Linked DNA regions of Mus musculus: region 1 is linked to region 2. The links are chromatin contacts, called in public HiChIP or PLAC-seq maps. All regions are on one chromosome and are shown on one strand. The core of a region is the stretch at or near the end of the contact, and the rest is flanking DNA. Distances in the headings are between cores, read along the strand shown.

Region 1 (3,196 bases), core at 282-2,781, 97 kb before region 2:
GTCTGTCTCTCTCTCTCTCTCTCTCTCTCTCTCTCTCTCTCTCTCAGAGGCCTCATTACCCCACTGACCAATATAGTCAGTCCCACATTGTGCTGGGGAGATGGCTCAATTGGTAAAGCACCTGCCTTGAAAGCAAGGGACCATAAATTCAATCCCCAGAATGTTGAAGAGTCCAGGATGGTGGCACCTGCTTGCAATCCCCCGAGCTGGGGACGATGGCCAGTCCTGAGTGATCAGCTTCTAGAGGAAGCAGTGAGCTCCAGATTCAGGGAGAGATTCTGTCTCAGAAAGGAATGGGGTTAAGGGATGGAGGAAGACATCGCAACTCAAACTGCTGTCTTCCACACACTCCATGCTTATAGGCACACATCATACAGGTATACACACAACAAAAAAAGAAAAGCCACTGCTTATAAAGCCATAGGGGGTCCACTATAGCTGGGGACACTCTGGGACAGCATTCCACCCTAAAGATTCTTCAGGGTCTTTCCAGATCTCTTCCCTTCTCTCCTCTCCTCTCCTCTCCTCTCCTCTCCTCTCCTCTCCTCTCCTCTCCTCTCCTCTTCTCTTCTCTTCTCTTCTCCTCCTTCCACTCTCTCTGTCTCTCTTTGTCTTTGTCTCTGTGTGTCTGTCTGTCTGTCTCTGTCTTTGTGTGTATATGTCTGTCTGTCTCTATCTTGGTCTGTCTCTGTCTGTGTCTGTTCTCTCTCTGTGTTCTCTCTCTTTCTCTCTCTCTCTCTCTCTCTCTCTCTCTCTCTCTCTCTCTCTCTCTCTCTCGTGTGTGTGTGGGGGGGGGCGCGTGTCTGTTTGGAGGCCAGAGGTTGATTTTGGCTCTCCCTTGAATCACTCTTCACCTTATTTCTTTGAGAGAGCAACCCTGTCTGAGCCTGGAGATGGCCGATCCAGCTAGATGGGCTGGTCCACTGCTGAGCCTCTGGGATCAGTTAGCCTCTCTGCCTTCCCCAATGGCAGAGCTGCAGATATGTTCCGCCAAGGGGACTCAAACCCCGGCCCCACACTTCTGCGGCCAGGACTTTACCCACTGAGCCTTCTCTGCAGCCCTTCCAGTGGCTCTGGAAGTGGTGTTCCACTTCACCTCCTCCTTGCCCAGAACCGGGACTCCAAAGACTCCTTTGTCCATCATCTAACACCGCCTCCCGCCCCGCCCATCTACCGGTGTCTGCCCAGAATTCCCTTAAAATCAGGAGCTGTGGATATGAGTTTCTTTCCTCCCACTCCTCCGGTGCCCCCTGCCCTTCCCCAGAGGACTGGACCCAGGTTTCTGATGCCGCCTTGATGACCAGGGGCAAACATGAGTTGGATATTTGCCCAGAGACTTCAGAATGAATAGCGGCAGAGTCCGGTTCCAAAATAGCATACATTAACAACCTGGAATCCATTCCGTCCTGATCCCGTTAGGCGGGAGGAAACATGGTCTGCAGCCAAATAAAAGACACTCTGGAACCCTTACGGCCTCCTCCATGGAAGACAAAGGCAGAGCGAGGACATTATGGGATGGACGTGCCTAATAAACGACGTGTTGGCATCTCCCTTCCACCGGGACCTGGATTAACAGCAGATGTTCTACGCGCATGTCGACTTGTACGCTAATCGAAAACAACTGTGAGGCTTTTGCAGACAGGAATTCCATAAATGCAGACGGGGGCCTGTTCCTGCAGTTGCTGGTGGGATGGTAGTAGAAGGGGAGCAAGCTGACTGGGGGGGGGAAGGGGAGGGGGGACAGGCTCCAGCCCTCCTCTGGAAGACCCCTAGCTCAGGGTCAACGCTCCAGTTCCCGCTCTGCTCCGGGGCCAGGCTGAAGCTGTCTTGCAAACCTCAAGGGGATGGAACAGGACATTGAAAACCTTGGGTTCCAGAGAGTGTGACACAGAACCAAAAATCCAACTCAGTTCCTCGATGGCAGTGGTTCTCAACCTATGGGTCAAGATCCCTTTGAGGTTCGGAGGACATTTTCACAGAGATCACCTGAGACCATCGGAAAAACACACACTTACACTAGAATTCATAACAGTAGCAAAATTACAGTTATGAAGTGGCAATGGGAATAATTTTATGGGTGGCAGTCACCACAACACGAGGAACTGTATTAAAGGGTCGCAGCCTTAGGAAGGCTGAGAGCCACTGCTTTATGGAATGGTTTGGAGACGATATCCTGGCATAGCCTATGCCCTTCACACGTGCATATCACACGCGTGCACACACACGGAAGAAAACAGTCACGATTTATAAAGTATAGAGGATCCACTGAGCAGTGTGATGGGGATCATGCTACCATCAGAAAAATATTCTCCAGACCTTTCTAGAACCTTCACAAATGTCCGACCCTTTCTAGATTCTTCCCAGGCTCAGGGATGGAGTTCATCAGTGGATCCCAACCTCAGAGGGTGAAGATGGACTGTGGAACCCGGGATAAACTTAGACCTGATGCTTCCTACACACTGCCATCTGAGAAGAACATCAGGAACACAGGGAGAAGATGCAACCATCCATGCCCGTGGATGCAGCATGAGATGGAGACCCACCCCAGCCTTCCCCCCCCCCCCCCGCCCCCAGTGCAGTCCTTCCCCAGTCCCAACCCAGGCAGGGCTATTAGAAGTCGCAATCTGTCTCAACAATGTCTCAATAATGACTACTCTTAATGATCATGATTTAGAATCACCATGGAAACGGACCCCTGCACTAGTCCATGAAGGATTATCTAGATTAGGTTAGTTGAGGGCCTGTGAGATGGTTCACCGAGTAAAAGCACTTGCCGCCAAGCCTGGCAACCTGAGTTCAACCCCTTAGGACCCATATGGTGGAAGGAGAGAACCGATATCCACAGTTGTTCTCTGACCTCCACAGGTGCACCTGTGCACACACACATACACACAAATAACATAAATGCCAATTTTTTTAATAAAATTAAATAGATCAGGTTGTTAAAGTGGGGATGTCTACTCTAGATGTGGCCTGGGTTTCTGAGCAAAAAAAAAAAAAAAAAAAAAAAAAAAAAAAAAAAAAAAAGACAAAGTGAGCTGAGCTCCAGCATCCATCTCTCTCTGCTTCCTGACTGTGGACACAGTAACAGCCGCCTCGCTCCTGCAGCCATGATGGACTGGACCTTCAAAATGGGAGCCCAAATAAATTTGTATTTCCTTAATTTTATTTATTTATTTACTTACTTACTGTGTGT
Region 2 (2,926 bases), core at 41-2,540:
TATATGTAAGTACACTATAGCTGTCTTCAGACACTCCAGAAGAGGGAGTCAGATCTTGTTACGGATGGTTGTGAGCCACCATGTGGTTGCTGGGATTTGAACTCTGGACCTTCGGAAAAGCAGTCGGGTGCTCTTACCCACTGAGCCATCTCACCAGCCCTAAATTTTTTTTTTCAATGCATGCGAAAGAATGTATGTAATACATTGCCACTCTGGAACAAGAGCAATAAAATTAACCACCCGCGATTAATATAATGGTGCTTAAAAGTATGAAAGCCGGGGCTGGGGAGATGGCTCGGAGTTTAAAGCACTGACTGCTCTCAGAGGAGCCCCGACTTTGGTTTCCAGCATCCATTTTGGGCAACTGAACTTCCATAACTCTAGCTCCAGGGCACTTCCTTCTGGCTTCCACAACCACCTGCACTTTTGTATACGTGTGTGTATGTGTGTGTGTGTGTGTGTGTCCACACGCGCGCGTAGGTTTTGATTTTTTTTTTTTTTTTTTTTTTTGTTTTTAATATGAAAAAACTCAGAGAATGACCGAAATGTCAAAAGAACACACACACTGGTTTGGAGAAGCTTCTCCGCCGCCAAGAACAATCTCAGCATCAAAATAAATAATGACAGGGCTGCAAAGTGACTCATCAGGTAACGGCCGGAACCACCAAGCCTGAAATGGTGGTGGGAGAAGAAAACTGAGTCCTATGGCTTGTCCTCTGATCTTCACATATGTATCATGGCGGACACACATACACGCAGATAGATGATGATTGATTGATAGATATAACCTTTTAAATTGAAAAAAAAGTTGGGAGTCGAGAGTGGTGACACATGCCTTCAATGGTATTAAAGTTGGGGGGGCAAAGGCAGGTGGATATCTTTGAGTTTGAGGCCAGCAGGTCTACATGCGAGTTGGACTGGGGATATGGTGTCAATGACAGAGCGCTTTCCTAGGATTGATGACCACCTGAGTTCAATCTCCAGCATCCACCGCGGAAATAAAAGAAAACCAAAATCACAGTACTGTTTTCCAGGCAAGTTTAGCAGCTCCCTTAATCTATGGAGCGTTCAGGAAGACCGGGAGAAATAAAGCAGGTTGGAGCCTGGCTCTTGTACCCCTTCCAGAACGCTCAGGTTGCAGTTAGCAGGACCAGCTTTGCCTTTTCTCTTTTGGTCCTCCTCAGCTTCCATCGTAGGCCACTTTTCCAGGCTCCCGGAACTGTCAGGGTTTCCTGGGCTACTGCGCAGCTGTTCCCGGTCGCCGTGGAAACTGACCAGCCAATCAGAGCATGCGGCCCAGACTGGCGGACGCGGCGGGGAGCTTAGCGCGCTTTGGTGGTGGGCTTCCGCGGGTTCGTGTTAACGGACAGCGATGCTGAAGGCTAAGATCCTCTTCGTGGGCCCCTGCGAGGTAACTCAGGGCTCGGGGGCTCCCTAGAACTGGGGTTGTTCTCAGGAGGTGCAACTTTGTACCAGCAACCCCACTGAGGGCGGCAGCTGGCGCTACCGTGACCAGGCCTTCATCCAGTTCACCCCTCCCAAGTAGTGGAGGAGAATATTGAGGTACCCAGGTCTCAAGGGCAGCGGAAATAAGGGGCGCCTCATGACTTCCCCTCCGAACCTTCCGTGCAAAAGGAATGTGTCCATGAGATTAGAAAACTAGATATTTTCAATATAGGGACTTGGAGCAAGTGGTTATTAATATGAGGAAGTCACTCTATATGTGATTCACCGAATTAAAGTTCAGATGGACCGAAACTAAACATGCAAATAAGTTAACTGTAGAAGGAAGCTGGGTGCAGTGTCCCATGCCTGTAATAATACCAGGACTCAGCAGGCAGTGGAGGAGTGATCACAAGTTTAAGGCCAGCCTGGGCTATGTATTGAGTTCTGGGACAGCCTGAGCTACAATGTGACATGTCTCCGATAACAAAATTAGATAGATAGATAGATAGATAGATAGATAGATAGATAGTAGAATTCGGGAATTACCTACATGGTTAAAGTTCAAATCCTTGGGTCCCAGCTCAGAAGGTTAGCTTAATAATGTGATCTTCATCTGAGGTTATTGGCTGATGGACCAAACATGAGAACCAATGTACATTCATAGGTGACTATATGGTGAAGATATGTTTTTAATCCTAAGTTAGGAGGCTGGGGTAGAGCTGGGTGATAGGATGTTTGCCTAGCATACAGGAATCCCGGGGTTCAATCCTCTTCATATAAAACATTCATGGTGGTACATGCCTCAGTTTCAGGGTTTGGAAGGTAGAGAGGCACGATGATTGACAGTTCAAGGCCACAGCCCGGGCTACAATAGCAAGTCTGAAGCCGGCCTGGGATACGTGAAACCTGTCAGAGAAAGAAGTTGCTAAGTATGCACAGAAGCAAAGGAGGATTGAGCCATGTGTGGCGCAGGCCTGACACCTCAGCATACAAGACACTCAGGGTTGCCACAAGTTTGAGACCAGTCTGGACCATATAGGAGTGTTGAGTCTAGCCTGGGGCAGAGAGGAGGAGAAGGCTTAAAAGAAAGGAGGGGCTGGAAAGACAGCTTGGTGACTAAGAACACATACTGCTCTCGCAGAGAGAGCTGAGTTCGGTTTCCAGAACCCACGCCAGCTGGCTCACAATTGCCTTTAGGTTCCAGTGCCAGGAGACCTGACACCTCTGGCCTCTGTGGGTACAGGCACTCAATATGCACAGACCCTCACACGGCCTGGACATAATGGTGCGTGCGTTTAATTCCAGCACCAAGAGGCAGAAACAGGTAAATCTGAGTTGAGGGTCAGCCTAATCAATGGGCCAGCCAGGGCTACATAGTGAAACCCTGTATATAATAGTAAATAAATAAATAAATAAATAAATATATATAATAAATATATAAAATAAAATGGAGAGCATGGTTGTGGTTTGGAGAAAGTTT

The links. HiChIP or PLAC-seq counts read pairs in DNA pulled down with a chosen protein or histone mark.
Region 1: a contact with region 2 is called in an H3K4me3 HiChIP or PLAC-seq map of embryonic limb bud, with 3 times the contacts expected there. The contact joins the enhancer-like site here to the promoter of Ift22 in region 2. A contact is called at or near these places in 6 of 484 Hi-C or Micro-C datasets (CD4 single positive thymocytes, embryonic retina, embryonic stem cells and 3 more), 13 of 115 datasets of contacts at active chromatin or transcription factors (the 230-238 cell line, T-cell acute lymphoblastic leukemia, craniofacial prominence and 6 more) and 2 of 9 other capture datasets (adipose tissue and pancreatic islet).

Annotation. Positions count from the first base shown.
Region 1 is chr5:136,809,555-136,812,750 of GRCm38.p6, forward strand. All of the region lies in intron 3 of Col26a1 (collagen, type XXVI, alpha 1), which reads right to left. Among named protein-coding and RNA genes, the nearest start is that of Gm30654, 16 kb to the right of the region's middle. Within about 2 kb of position 1,532, at least 33 of the 459 cell types and tissues checked have an H3K27ac peak or open chromatin away from gene starts, as enhancers often do. A contact at or near this core is called in craniofacial prominence, embryonic limb bud and nephron progenitors, where this site is marked.
Region 2 is chr5:136,906,860-136,909,785 of GRCm38.p6, forward strand. It overlaps Ift22 (intraflagellar transport 22), which reads left to right and starts at 1,291. Exons shown (of 5, transcript NM_026073.3): 1 at 1,291-1,411. The coding sequence starts at 1,373.